Linked DNA regions of Anas platyrhynchos: region 2 is linked to region 1. Evidence: chromatin contacts called from public Hi-C data. All regions are on one chromosome and are shown on one strand. Each heading gives the region's core, a stretch centred on a gene start, on an enhancer-like site or on the middle of the called end of the contact. The rest is flanking DNA. Distances are from core to core; before and after follow the strand shown. Region 1 holds the start of AFF1 (ALF transcription elongation factor 1). Region 2 overlaps AFF1 (ALF transcription elongation factor 1).

The links. A called contact is a pair of places that touch in the nucleus more often than the background predicts.
Region 2: a contact with region 1 is called in a Hi-C map of skeletal muscle, with 2.6 times the contacts expected there. The contact joins the enhancer-like site here to the promoter of AFF1 in region 1. A contact is called at or near these places in 2 of 8 Hi-C or Micro-C datasets (liver and skeletal muscle).

Annotation. Positions count from the first base shown.
Region 1 is chr4:48,474,985-48,481,726 of IASCAAS_PekinDuck_T2T, forward strand. It overlaps AFF1 (ALF transcription elongation factor 1), which reads left to right and starts at 4,617. Exons shown (of 22, transcript XM_038178717.2): 1 at 4,617-4,702. LOC140002340 (a long non-coding RNA gene) reads right to left here and starts at 1,129. Exons shown (of 3, transcript XR_011808713.1): 1 at 965-1,129.
Region 2 is chr4:48,556,055-48,562,534 of IASCAAS_PekinDuck_T2T, forward strand. AFF1 (ALF transcription elongation factor 1) reads left to right here. Exons shown (of 22, transcript XM_038178717.2): 22 at 841-3,630. The coding sequence ends at 962. Among named protein-coding and RNA genes, the nearest start is that of KLHL8, 25 kb to the right of the region's middle. Within about 2 kb of position 4,552, at least 5 of the 8 cell types and tissues checked have an H3K27ac peak or open chromatin away from gene starts, as enhancers often do.

The DNA.
Region 1 (6,742 bases), core at 3,367-5,866:
TGCTTCCAGGCACACTGCAGGGCTCAGAGAAAACAGATTGATTTGTCTGCATAAACACCTTAGGTGCTGTTAGGTTTCTCAAAGTGCTGTTGCTGATTTAAATACACATGGGATACACTTCCTAGTTTAGCAGCAACTGGGAAGGACTGGCTCCAGTGGCTTAGGGAATCTTTCCAGTCCCAGGGCCTCTACCTGCAATCCTCTTTTCTAATATGGTAACTGAAGCACAGGGATCCTCAAGCTCAGCTCCTCTCTCCCACTCACTTTCTCTAACACTGAACACCTGTGTCCTTTTTGAGGGCAGGACTCAGCCTGATCACTGGGAAGCAAGGTAGGTTTCATCATGTCCACATGGTGCCCATGCTCCCATTACAGTCACCGGACTTGTAGTCACGCCAGAAAAGGTAAAAGAAAATTGAGACCATTACAGCTGAAGGCTTAAATAGATAGATAGATAGATAGGTAAGTGAAGGTTGAGAAGTCATGCTGTTGATTTTTGGTGGGTTTGGGTGGTGGTGTGGTTTCTGCACTGTTTGGGGTGTGTGGGTGGTTTGTTTTTTGGTGTTTGCTGTTACAGAAGGATTGCCATTTCATCTTGCACGTGCTGAAGCCTCTTTCATCATGTTAGCTAGCTTCCTGGCATTGGCAAGCTGAAATTTCCCCTTCCGTGATTGTCACCATCACATGTGAAGGGTTGCCAGGACGTGTGAGCAAGAAGCTGCTGGTGGTGCTGCTCTTGTCATGGTGCTTTTGCTCTCTTTCTGCCCAGATAAGGGAGAAGCATGTCCCTGCCTTTCTCCTGGTCAGCTTAGTGGGGAGCATTTTTATGTACATCTTTGGCTGAGTCCCTTTTACGATGTATTTTGGTTACTGCCCAGCACATTTAAGTTGCAATCTCTTAATAATGGGTGGTTAATGCAGTAGAGCAGTATAAATAACAGAGCTGTGCTGCTGTGTCACTTACACAGGATCGGATTTCCTCTTTCCTTGTAAATTGTACTCTGCAGTCTGTGCTTTATGAAGCTCGCCTCCCTGCACGTGGCAAAAACTGCAGCGAACTGCCTCCTCTGCCTCGGTGCCCACCTACAAAAGGAGTTTCTGTGAGCTTTGAGGAGCTTTGCTGCTTGGAATCTGAGCTCTTCTTTAATTACCCAATTCTGGAGAAACCATGAAGAAAAGAGTGAATAAACTTGCTAATTCCAGCTTCAATTTTGCTTGTATGTTTCCCATGCATAAAAGGAAAATTGACCTTTAGCCTTGATTGAAGGTTAAGAGAGTTGACAAAAATCCTTTCTCCTAAATCCAGAGGGCCTAGCTCAGGTCTTTGGATCTCGAATCTCTAGGTTAGAGCAAGGAGAACAGGAAAAAAAATAGGAAAAATGCACCGAAAGAGACTGGGAAAAGAGTTGTGTCAGGCTCCTTAAGTTAAAATCTGCCCTGCCCTTTCCTGGCAATGGCCTCTAGAGCATTTAGAGAAATGTTTGCAAATGAAAAAATAGTCCAGACTTTTTTTTTTCAAGTAAAAAAAATTGCATCCTTTTTTTTTTTTTTTTTTTCCCCACTTGTCACAGGTGTTTTCTCCCCAAGCATCTGCTGTCCGCTCTCATTTGGATGCTCCAGCATTTAAATTAAAATATTTCCCTAATTTTTATTTGAAAGAATTAGAAAATACTGATCCCTTAACAATTGTAAAGGATTAATCACTTAGATTCTGTAGTGCCTGGGAGTAGCTGAATCTTTTTGACCAAAGAAGAGTTTGGGGGCAAAAAGTAGTCATGGTACAGACCGATTTGTGAAATGCATTTAGGCACAAGGAAGCTGCTCCTGACACCCAGCAGCCTTTCTGGGCTGATTATCTGGCTGAAGGTTTTGTGGCAGCAAATAATTCGGAGTATTCATGCTGCTGGTGGAGGAAAACCATCTTCCCAGGCAGAAGCATGACTTCCCCCTGCTGGCATTTTGCGTAAGAGCAGGATTTACCCTGAGGGAGAGGAGGAGATGGCGCTCTGCAGCTTGGTAGGCAGAGCTGGGATGGCACAGCGCCCAGCTCAGTGTTCCCAAACCCTCTGCTGCTTCTCCCCAGCCCTTCCTGAGGGCTGTGAGGAGGGCACAGGCTGTGCAGCATGAGCGTGCACTGCGTGGTTTTAATTGGAACAGGACATGCTCGTTTGCAGGAACGTTGGTGAAGAAATAAATGGGGATCGATTCATTTTTTTAATACTGAAAGCTAGTTCTTGATGCTTGTCACTCCAGCATTCACCATGGGAAAGTGGGACACGGGAACTTCATCGAAGCAAAACTGCAAATGTAAAGCTCAGGATGTAGAAAAACTTAAAAGAATTTGAGGTGAAATGAAAAGTCTGGGTTTATTTCCAGGGATACAGCAACTGTAGAAGTTCAGGATGTGAAAACAGGGTAAGTGGAAAGAGACTGGGTGGTGATAGCTGTTACGTCTGCAGCAAAAGGGAGCCAAAACATCCCCAAGCACTGTCTCCTCAGGTCTCCAGGATGGAAATGACTGTGCTGTTCTGCTGCTGAATTCAGTGCTGGTCGATGCCTCTCAAGTCTTTTAATGGGAAAGGTATTCTGAAGATAACTGCTCTGTTAACAACTATGGTTTGAACTGCGTACTGAAATGAAATCGTTCAGGCAGTACGTTTGGGGTAAAATATCTAAGGACTTTTGCTCTTTCAGAAAAATGCCAAGGAATGTGAAGCGGTGCACAGCAGGAGTCCAAAAATGAGGCAGCTGAGCAGTTTGTGTGCCCCAGACATCTTACACTCATCTCCCATGAAAAAGGCTGGAAGTTAGACCATTCATTTTATTGTACATACAGTTAATGGAAAAAAAGGCATAGAATATCCAATTAATTTGCTGAAATTGTGCCATCTTTCTAAGATGAAAGAGTTCCTGTCCTGTAGGGTTCCAGGGCATTAGGGCAGGATTTCACTGGAAAACAAGAGCTTTTCCAGCAAACCCAAGGTGTGCGAGATCAAATCTTACGTGCTGTTACTGTTGTGATTGAAAGCCATCCAAAATAGGAATTTGTTACAGGATTACCTCCCCTCCCCCCCCCCCCCCCCCCCCCAAAAAAAAAAAAAAAATCTATATATATAAAAAAAAAAAATCTGGCATAGAGTTTCAGTGCAGAGCCTTGATGTAGAAAAGATTGCACAGCTGGCAAGTGCGTAGAGCAGTTGAGCTGCATGAATCACCTCTCACCAAAAAGAAAAAGTCTGACAAGTATTTGTCAGCGTAGAGCTGAGCAAATAATCTCTTTGATTCTTTGAATTGGTGATTTAAACCTCCTCAGTGATGTGCTCATTTTGAATTTCTTAGATTAATTGTCTATGTTTCACTGAGGAAATTTAATACTGCATTCACAATCTGATGGGGATGTTTGGGAAGGTTTGCAGAAGCCTTTTCCAATATTAAATCTTCCAAGAAGTAGCTGCAATTTAAGGAAACTTGAGAAGAATCTATGAATCATATGCTCCTGCTCAAAGCTGGACTGCTGTGGTGTTTGGCTGGCTACAGGATATCAGAGTCTTGAGAGGTTTTTGTTCCTTTAACCAAGGATTTATATAGGAAATTCTTGTTGTAAAGGCCCCAGCCCAAAGTTAGCCTATCTAGATAGGTAAATTCAGCCTCCTTGTATTTCCACCCGTGCGTGGTTGCCAATGAAATGTACAAGTCATTATTTCATTTAATTTTCTCGCCTTTTTTCTTTTTCCACTTAATCCCTCTGGTACTGCAGCCTTTGGAAAAAATAAGCCACGTTTCTGGTCCTGGCTGCTAAGGGTTCCTGAGATGGCTTTTTACCACCTTCTGGACAAGGGGTTGGGAGGTTTTGTCATACACACACATCTGTGCTAGACGTACTAACGCTGTGTCTTTGTCCTGATGTCCCCAGCTTCAGGTGGAGGCTGGGGCCAAGCCGCCCCTAGGAATGTGGAACGGCAGGTCACAATGCTGGTGCTGGCAGTGTCTTTGTGACACCCAGGTGCCCGGCTCCGGGGGAACGTTGGGAGTCACAGCACCAATGCCTTCAGGCGGAGCTAGAAGGTAGGTGTGCGTGGCGGTATGTCTCCCTTCAGGTCTCTGCAGCCCCACCACTTTAGCAATGCCCCTCTTGACAGTCATGCTGTCGTTCACCTGACCCTCAAAATCACACAGCTCATTTGAAAATTAAGGCCTGGAAAAAAATAAATTGTAACCGCTGGGTTCAGCCAATTCACCTTCTTTCATTTGGGGGTGGGTTTCCATTTGGGGGTGGGTTTCTTGTAAATGTGCTAGAACTACGACCTGTCCCCAGAGCAGCCAGCATCTACCTCTGTAAGATGTTAGAAGTCGTAATTCACAAACTCAACCATTAGCTATTCTCTTAAGTGTTGCTTTTATAGGTGGCTTTGGAAATGGTCAGAGCTGTACCTTTGCAGTGCTGTCCCCTAGTTTTCATTCACAGAAAGCACAGACATTATCTTTGACCTTGATCTCTGTGCATACGGTACAGAGGATAAGGGACACCGAACCTGGTGACTCCTTGCAGTTCTTCCAGCAGTCTCAGTTTTCTCTTACTTCCTTTTTAGGAGAGAAAATCGCTATTACAGTTCTAACTACAGATTTCTACTTCTCTGCTCTGCAAGCTGGATGCCACAAATTGTTTTCTCTGCTAGAAGTCCCCACACCACGCAAATTGTGGGTAAGGCCATTTTTATGGGTTTTTATTTTTAACAGCCTGCAGTGTGTGAAATTAATTTCAAGTGGAGAGTGTAAGGTTCCAGGAGGGCTTGGTGCTGTTTGAGCATTAAACACACGTCTCTTTGAGGACTAGGACAGCCATGCAATCCCTCTTGTTTATGAGCGCTCCGTAGTGATAGTTCTGTGCTGTGATCCTAAATCTCTGCAATGTTGTAAGCAACCTGGCCAGATACAGATTTCGGTGTCATGCACGTGATATTTCTCTTTTGTGGGAAAGCTGGACAAGGGAGAGACTTGCAGGGGTGTAACTTTTGGCAGGAAGGATGTGTCTCCACCATAAAACTGCCCCTTGGATTCACGCTGCCAACCTGGAGGCGTCTTTCCATGTAGAGTTGTCCAGCTGGCATGATCAAGGTCAGCCAAGTGAAATACTCTGCAGAACAGAATTGTATCAAAGCACAGACCAAGAGCTAGTGCGTGGTTAGGAAGTAGCGCTACCACTGGGACAGTTTGTGATCCTAAAAATAGCTTTTTGAGGGTTTCTTGAAGTTTCCTCTGAATCAGCTGCCCCTGGCAACATGACAAAACAAGATCAGGCAGAGGTTCGGCACGAGCTGACTGCGGTGTGCCTGCTGCAGCAAAACAGCATGCAGGCCTTGCACACAGCAGTCTCCGTAATTCAGCAAATCTCTGAGGAACAGATGGCATTTCGGAGTGCTATGATTTGGGGGGCATCCTTCTGTTGTCTAACACTCCTGTTAGATGATCTTCCAACCCTTTGAATTAAAACTTAAAATGAAGATAAGAGTGAGTCTTAGACAATCAATATTTAAACAGCACTGACAGAAGCAGCTTTGAGATGGTGGCTAGCACTTAATTAATCTTTTAACTGCATTGAGTCTGAAATAAGACTTGGAAGGTCCTGGGATACACAAATGTTACTATATTAATTACTTACTTTCCTGCTCTTCCACGTATCTCTGCCTGCTTAATAGCTGGCAGTAAAATAGTTGCTGTTGCTAGGAAGTAATTTCTGTGAAAGGAATATTACTCTGCAGAAACAGCAGTTGTTGCCTTCCTAGCTGCAAGACCTCGTGCTGGTGTTTTGCTTTTGTATTTCCTGAAAGTTGCTCTTTGCACACTGTGACCTCACTAGCCAAGTGCTTAGGCAATTCTCAGTACCTTTGTGGTGGTTTTCAGCCTGAGGTAGGTTCTGTGATGAGATAAAGTGCATGTGTTGTTTAGTTAATTGGCTGAAGCTGTTTAATACATCAAGAGGGCCCACAGGAAGCCGGGTGAAGCAGGGAATATGGTGGAAATAGTTTGTCTGTGTGTGGTTTCTCTCCTGTGTGCAGAACACATGTACATCCGAAGATCTGTCTGCGGGGTCTGGCACAGGTTTTATGATCTGTCAGCGTGCATGCATGTGCGTGCATGTGTGAACGCTGAGGGAGTTCTCTTGTACTCTGGTAGACGTCCTGTGTTGAAAATGCTTCTTTGCTTGTTAGGGGGAAAAAAAAAAGGAGGGGTAAGATAGCAAGAGAATATTTATGGCAAACAGCTTTCTTAGTCCATCAGTTCTCCTGGTGTTTCTGTTTGGTTTTGCTTCCTATACCAGCGAGCTCCTTGGGAACGCACAGCATGTTTGGAGGTTAGACGCTTTTCATTTGCTTCTGGAATCTGAGCAGAAATACCAGACAAGAATTTACAAGTCTTCTGCATGTACTGGTGTGATGGCAGAAACAGGTCTGTGCTGACAAAGCAGGTTCATGGCATCGTGCTCTGCCCTCCACTCCTGCCCTGTTTCCAGCTGCCTCACACCTTTCTGCACGCCTGCGTCTGCAGCCCAGCAGAAATCTCTGTTTGCCCCCCAGTTTGTGTAGCTGGGAGCTGATTAGCTGGGGATCTGCTCTGGGAAAGGAGCTTATCTGGGTATTTTTGCTGGGATGAGTACCAGCACTGTTCTCGTTTGTGCAGTCGTTGGTCAGTGTTCAGCTGTAGCCCTCACTGACTTGGAGGGAGATGGAAAAGCTTGTGTGGG
Region 2 (6,480 bases), core at 3,302-5,801, 81 kb after region 1:
GCAGTTGTTGAAAATCAAAAGGCTTTTGCAAGTCAGTGTTGAATAAAGTAACTCCAGTTGTTGGCTGTCCGCTGAGCAGATGCGTGCAGTTCATGTGCAGTGTGTTGGGCTGTGTCCTCGAGAGGCTGATCAAAGGCTGCCACACTGAAAGCTTGTGCTGGTGGGCCAGAGCGAATGGGTCACAGAAGAAAACCCACGGGAGAGCAGGCAGAGCATGCACCAAGCAAGATGAAAGTCAACCCCTGGTCTAGGCTGCTGCTTCAGTGCAGGGGAGTGACGGCTGGGGTGTTAAATACTGGCTGGGGTGTTAAATACTCCCGAGGGTGAGGATCCATGCAGAGCAGTGAATAGTCGTGTAGGCTTGGCACTTGTTTTGGTGGAGACGTTGGAGGCCTGTCTGGCTGAGGAGCTGTGAGGTCTCCATGCTCTGAGGATGGAGGACAGCAGGGACCAGGCTGATGACAGCTGCTTGTGCTTCCAGGCAGCACTCAGAAAAACACTCCAATTTGGCTTCTTAACCCTTGGGGGACGTGCACAGCAGGGACTGAGCTGCGAACACCCAGACTCCTGCTCACCTGCCATGGAGTGTCCATGTCCTTCCGATGCCAGCACGTGGGGAGGCACTTCAAGTGTGTGTGTGTGTGTGTGATTCTTGCATGCGCCCTGCATCACGTGCTTGTTGTGCTGGTGAAAGCTCTGATCTTTGTGCATTAACAAGGTCTTCTGTGAGACCTGAGAACTGCTGCTGTCCCCCCTCGCTGCCCCCAGCCTGGCTGTGCCTCCTGTGTGAAACCAACCAATTGTTTTCTCTCTCTGTCTCTCTCTCTCCTCCTTTTCTAGAGTTTTTTGCTGAGCTCAGCGCAGCGGTGTGCCCTCTGGCACTGAACAGTAGCATGACCGAACTGGTACACTACAGTAGACAGGGTTTACAGTGGCTGAGACTGGAGACAAATACGCCTTAACTGGTGCTCAAGGTGGTTAAGTACCTTGAACTCTTTTGCACTTTGGAAGCCTCAGAAACAGTCTGGCTTGCTGAATCATGGGATACAAAGCACCTGCAAGGGAAAATAAATCAGAGTGGAAGGGATCTGGTTACACTGGAAAAAAAAAAAGAACTTTGTTTTTAGGGTAACATTTTGCTGCCTTGAAAAAGAAGAGACATAGGAGGGCCCCAGCGTTGATGTCGCCTTCCTTTAAAACAACAAAGTGCAATGAATTGTCTGAATGGCTCAATGTATTGATGGTCTATAAACATTTCTATTACGAATAACCAGCAGGACAATAATCACACGTGAAGAAGTGCCGACAAGAAGGAAATCTGCCTCCAGAGGTGAGTTATTATGCAACATGCCACAGTCTGCAGCAGCAGCGTGCCCAGAAGAGATGTCAGAGAAGTGTTTTTGCAAGCACGGATGCAGCCCATCACACCACGCTGGTTCTCGGATGGCGAGTGGCATCCTCATCAGCACCCAGCAGCATTATGTTACAGCAGAGACAGCAGAGATCTGCCTCGCCTGCTTCCCAGCCTCACCTGTGTGCACTCGCCAGCCAGCTCCTGTGCTGAGAGTCGGGTGAGGCCCTGCTGTCGGTGCTGCACCTTCACTTCTGGAGTCACCGCTGCTGCGGCCCTCTTCCTCACCGTGCGCCCGCCCCTAACGCCATGCTGCTCGCCGTCTCGCGCTGTTTCAGCCACGTCAGCCGAACGTGGTTGAGGTGGCGAAATCGCCAGGTGTGGCTGCAAACAGCTCAGCGTCCGGGTGCGGTGGGTGGTTTCGGTGGGTGGGGGCGCGCGGCCGTCCTGGGGCCCTGTGGGTGAGCGAGGAGGGGCTGCTTGTGCAACGCGGGGCAAATCCTGCACGTGGGCATCGGCCCGCAACCCGCGCGGCTCTCGGCGAGTGTCTGAGAGCAGGGGCCAGTGCCCGAGTCGTGCATCCTTTGTGTGGGAGGTGATTGATGTGCTCTTCCTCAGCCAAAGCCCCAGGGTGGGCCCAGGGACTTGGAAATCTGTCTTCAGGGGATCACGGAAGGGAATCACGAGGTGTTTGCAAGCCTTTTTTCCTTGTCAGGAGCTGCACAGTTGAAATTGCGATTTTGCAAGTGGCAATAAGAGCGAAGGCGGTGTCTGCGGCATTTGTGCGTTCAGTAGGAAGACAGCCTTCTGCACCCAAAGATTTCCTGTTGCATGACAGCAGCATCCTGCCATCCTCATGTCTAATAGTGTGCCTTAGCCCTCTGGTCCCCTCTCGCATCCCTCGTCCTGCCGCTGACGCAGCTGCGGGAGCGGCAAAGAGGAGGACGATGTCCCCAAATCATTGTGCTTACAGGAAGGAACGCGTCTCCGGTGAAGTAGTTCCCTAATTACCAGGATGGAGGAACGGGTCTGCACGCCTGCAGCAGCACCTCCGTTGTAAAATAACCTGCTGGTGGTTTGGAGGCTCGCAGAAGCCAGCAGCGAACACATATCAGCAAAAGGTCTGCATTTCCAGAAGTAGGTCCCGTAGAGGCGGCCCCTGCTGCGGGGCTCAGCTCCAGCTGGAGCTGGCGGGAGGGCGCCGTGCCATGCCGCAGGCACACCTCCCCGGGCGTCTTCCCGGGCCTTGGAGTCGTCTGACGTTCACTTTATTCAAAGCCTTAGCGCATTTCAGGGAGAAGCTGGAAGGGAGAAGTGGTGGAAGGGAGGTCCGTGTCCCCTGCCCAATTTACCCCAGCGTGGGCCCGAGTGCAGAGGCGAGGCTGGGAGTCAGGGCTGCGATCTCAGGAAGAGAGGCAGGGGACAGCCAGGGCCAGCTCCTGGTGTGCACTTTGGGGTTGGTCGGCGGGCCGGCGGCCTTTTCTGACTTGGTCTTGGTGCAGAGGTAGTTTCGGGTCCACCGAAATGGACCCTCGGCTTTGGGGCGGCAGGGGGCTCTCGCTGCAAAGGCCAGGGGCCAGGGGAAGCGGTGGGAAGCGGCTGCACGCCGGCTTTTTCTTTCTGTTACAGAGGAAACCGCTCGGATAGTTGTTACTTTTTAGAAAGCCATCGTATTTCAACCACGAGCTAGGTCAGAGGCCTGTGAGGGGTAAGGGAAGATGCCCGTAGTTTTCACCTGAGTCTGGTCAGGCCCTTTAAAAAGAAAAAAAAAATTGAAAAGAAAAAAAAAAATTGAAAAAAAAAGAGAAATAGGATTTGCCATTAGAAAACAACCATGCATCCGAGGAAGAAGGAAAAACAGAGGTGATGGTTGAGTACCCGAAGGAGAGAAGGAGGGTATGGTGGCAACAAAGCATCATTTCCACACAATATTTATTTAGAAGGAATAATACATGTGTTTAAATTGTCAAATGTTCTATTTTTAAGATGCTGTTTATTTAAGAGTTGGAAAGCCCCACTTACATGGAGACAGAGATCTCTTCTGTAACCAAAAGTCAAAGTCTGACTGCAATGTCCTTGTTTTTGTGTTGTTCTTTCGTTTTTTGTTTTTTTTTTTTCCTCCCCTCCCTCTTGGTTCCTATTGCAAACCTGTACATCTTAAACTTATTTTGGGGGTGCGCATCCCTCTTGTAAATGTTTTCTGCCCTGCGTGTGGTGGAGTGTCCGAGATGGTCGATTCATTCCGACGGGGTAATAAACAATAAATGAAGTCGCCCGTTTGTTACGAGTCCTTGCCAGAGTCCTCGTGTTCTCAGCTCCTCCTGGAGAAACCAGCCCTGCGCGGGCGGGTCGGGTGCTGCCTTCGTGCTGTGCCCGAGGGGTCTGCGTGGCCTCGAGCTTCTTCTCTGGGTGTCCTGCTCCCTGCTGGCCCCTGGAGGACGTCACCACTCCCTGGAAGAGCAGCTTCATGCCTCGATGCACTGTGGTGGTATAACCTGTGTTTCTTTCAGGTCCTTTCTGCAACACACATTGCACCTCCGATGTTTGCTACTAATGGATGTGTTTTTTTTAATACATCATCTAAAGTGTAGAGAATGCTGAAATCTGTTTTAATGCTCGCCAGATATGTTGCAGTTACAGATAGCGCGTATGGAAATGCACACATTTTTTTAAGTCAGTGCAGTTTTTCGCTGCACACTTAAAATCCCAAGGGCAAAACTGATCGTGAAGTAGAAGGAAAAAACAACTAGACAGGAGGAGCTGGCGGCAAGGTGGCACTGGACTCGGTTTGCCAAAACCAGAAGAAGTTTCAAGCAGCACGGAGCCAGCTTGGCCCCCATGAGGTTTGCCACAGGGCCGGGTGGCCACGGGGCGAGCTGTTGGTGGCCGGCAGAGCCAAAACTGGGGCTTGCAGCAGTGTTGTGCCAGCCCAGGCGTCCCGTGGCAGTAACATGCCCAATTGGGGTTGGGTTTTTATTTCTGCATGTTTATTTATTGAGCCTGTGTTGACCAAACCTAATTTCACAGCCGTGTATAATTTATTTTGAGATTTGTTACACGCTCTGGATTAGCTGTCTTTCTCTCCTTGGCTTTGCTTATCTGTTTCAGAGGCAAATGTTATTTTTGGCAAACCAGCTGCATTAAGTTTGATTGCAGTTGCTCAGCTCTCTGCTGGCCTCCAGACACTGAGAGATCTCTTTGGCAGCCTGTGCTTTCTTGATGTGAATTGCACTGCTCGTAACCCCACCACTACCCGAAACCAGCAGTATTCCAAGGCCACCGTCAGCATTTCTCAATCTGTTTCCGTAAACTTGGTGTTCCTGAAGCAAGGGTTTTGTATGTGCTCCATCTGCAGTGTGTTATCACTGGGGTTTTGTGATGGGTTTTGTCAAGGTACGAGGCTCCTGGAAGCCTTGTTGGGATTTGTCCTCTCCCAGTCAGTCTTGCTGAGGTTAAGCTTTTCTCTGGGTCCAACATTTCACGTCTTAACAGCCACCCAGCTGATGGCTTCTTTCTCTTCTGCTTCAGTGTCCGTGAGCTGCTCAGAGCCATGCACCTCCTTGCTGGTTGCATGCGGGAGCTGGTGAGGGTTGTGGGGGCAAGGTTTTGGTTTTGCTTGGTTTCTCCACGTGTCCCCAGGAAGCAGGGGTTGGTGAGATGCACCCTGTACCCGTGAAGGCTTCACACATGGCACTTCCCAAGCAGGATAGAGGTGTGTGGCAGTGGCAGGGTCCTCGCCGTGGGCTTCATATTTCAAGGCTTACCATATGGGCTTGTGTTTTAATTCCTTTTTTTTTCACCCTACCTTGCTCAGCTTTTTAAAGCATAAATAAAACACTGCAGTTCTTAGTGAAGATGTCCTTAAATAACTGTGGTGTCCCCCCGACGTGGGTTGTAAATGTTGTCAAGTTACCCCCAGAAAAGGAGGGGCGCTGGGGCTGCGGCGCTCAGTCTGCACTCTGAGGCGTCTGTCGGTAAGAAGTTGCTGCCTTTATAGTCCTTGAAAAAGGTGAAAATCAGATCTGATACTGCTTGGGAAACACAAACAGAAATGTCTCCAAAGAAATTGTGCCACAGATCTTTTGTCTGTCTTCTGTACAGGGGATGAATTGTGTGCACGTGTATGTATAGTTACATAGAGAGATATGTCTATATATATAATTAAAAGAAATGAATTTTGACTTGCTTGTCTTTAAATTCTTCAGATGAAGGAGATGTTGGTTCAGTCTGTACAGGCAAAATGGCAAAGAAGCCACCTGGGGGCAGGGAGGGAAGAAGGGAATTTCTTGTTTTGGTGATCCCGAGCCAAGCGGTCTCGCCCTCCCTCAGCCGTGCTCTGCCCACGCATGAGCGCAGCATGTTCCTTGGCACGTGCTGGAATTTCCCAAAAAACTCAGTGGCATGGACACACCTTCACCACACTGCTGCCTTTGGAGGGAAGCCATCACCGCAGGATGTTTCATGTTTGTTTGTTTTTTAACCTTTAAGTTTGAAATCCAGGTGACCATCCTGAGGAAACAGCGATGCTGGCGCTCACCCGTAAGTACTGCTTTGGCAAAAAATTGATGTGTGCTCAAACTGCATCCATCGTGGTGAGGGGCGGGCATGTTTCACCAGGTCAGCTGTCCTCAGGAGCACCAGGAGCCTGGTAGGTTCGCATTTAAATTTTGCCTCCTTCCTGATACCTTCACGCAGGGTAACCTGGCACTGCCCTGTGGCTGCTGATAGCACTGAAGAGAAGGCAGAGCCAGCCGTAATTAATTAATAATAATTAATTAATTTTAGTTCACCTTCTCTTAACAACCAGCCATCAGCAGCGGGTGGATCCCAGTCACGGCACGCGGGGGCTGCAGGTGAGACGGGGGCACAGCTCTCCTCGAGGTGAGAGGCCTCAGGGCGCAGCTGGGTGCCCGGCGTGGGTTTGCGATTACTTTCTCCCAGACGTGCGGGGTTAGGTGTGCTGACTTGCACTGCTCTGTTTTCTCCTTTTTTGTTTTTCTTGGAAAATGTGTGTGTGGGAAGACAATTTGCTTATGATTCTTGGCCTGAGCTAAGCCTTACCATCAAGCAAAGACCAGAAAGCTTCTCGCTGGCTGTGTAACCAGAGCCAAGCCTTGCTGCCACTCCCA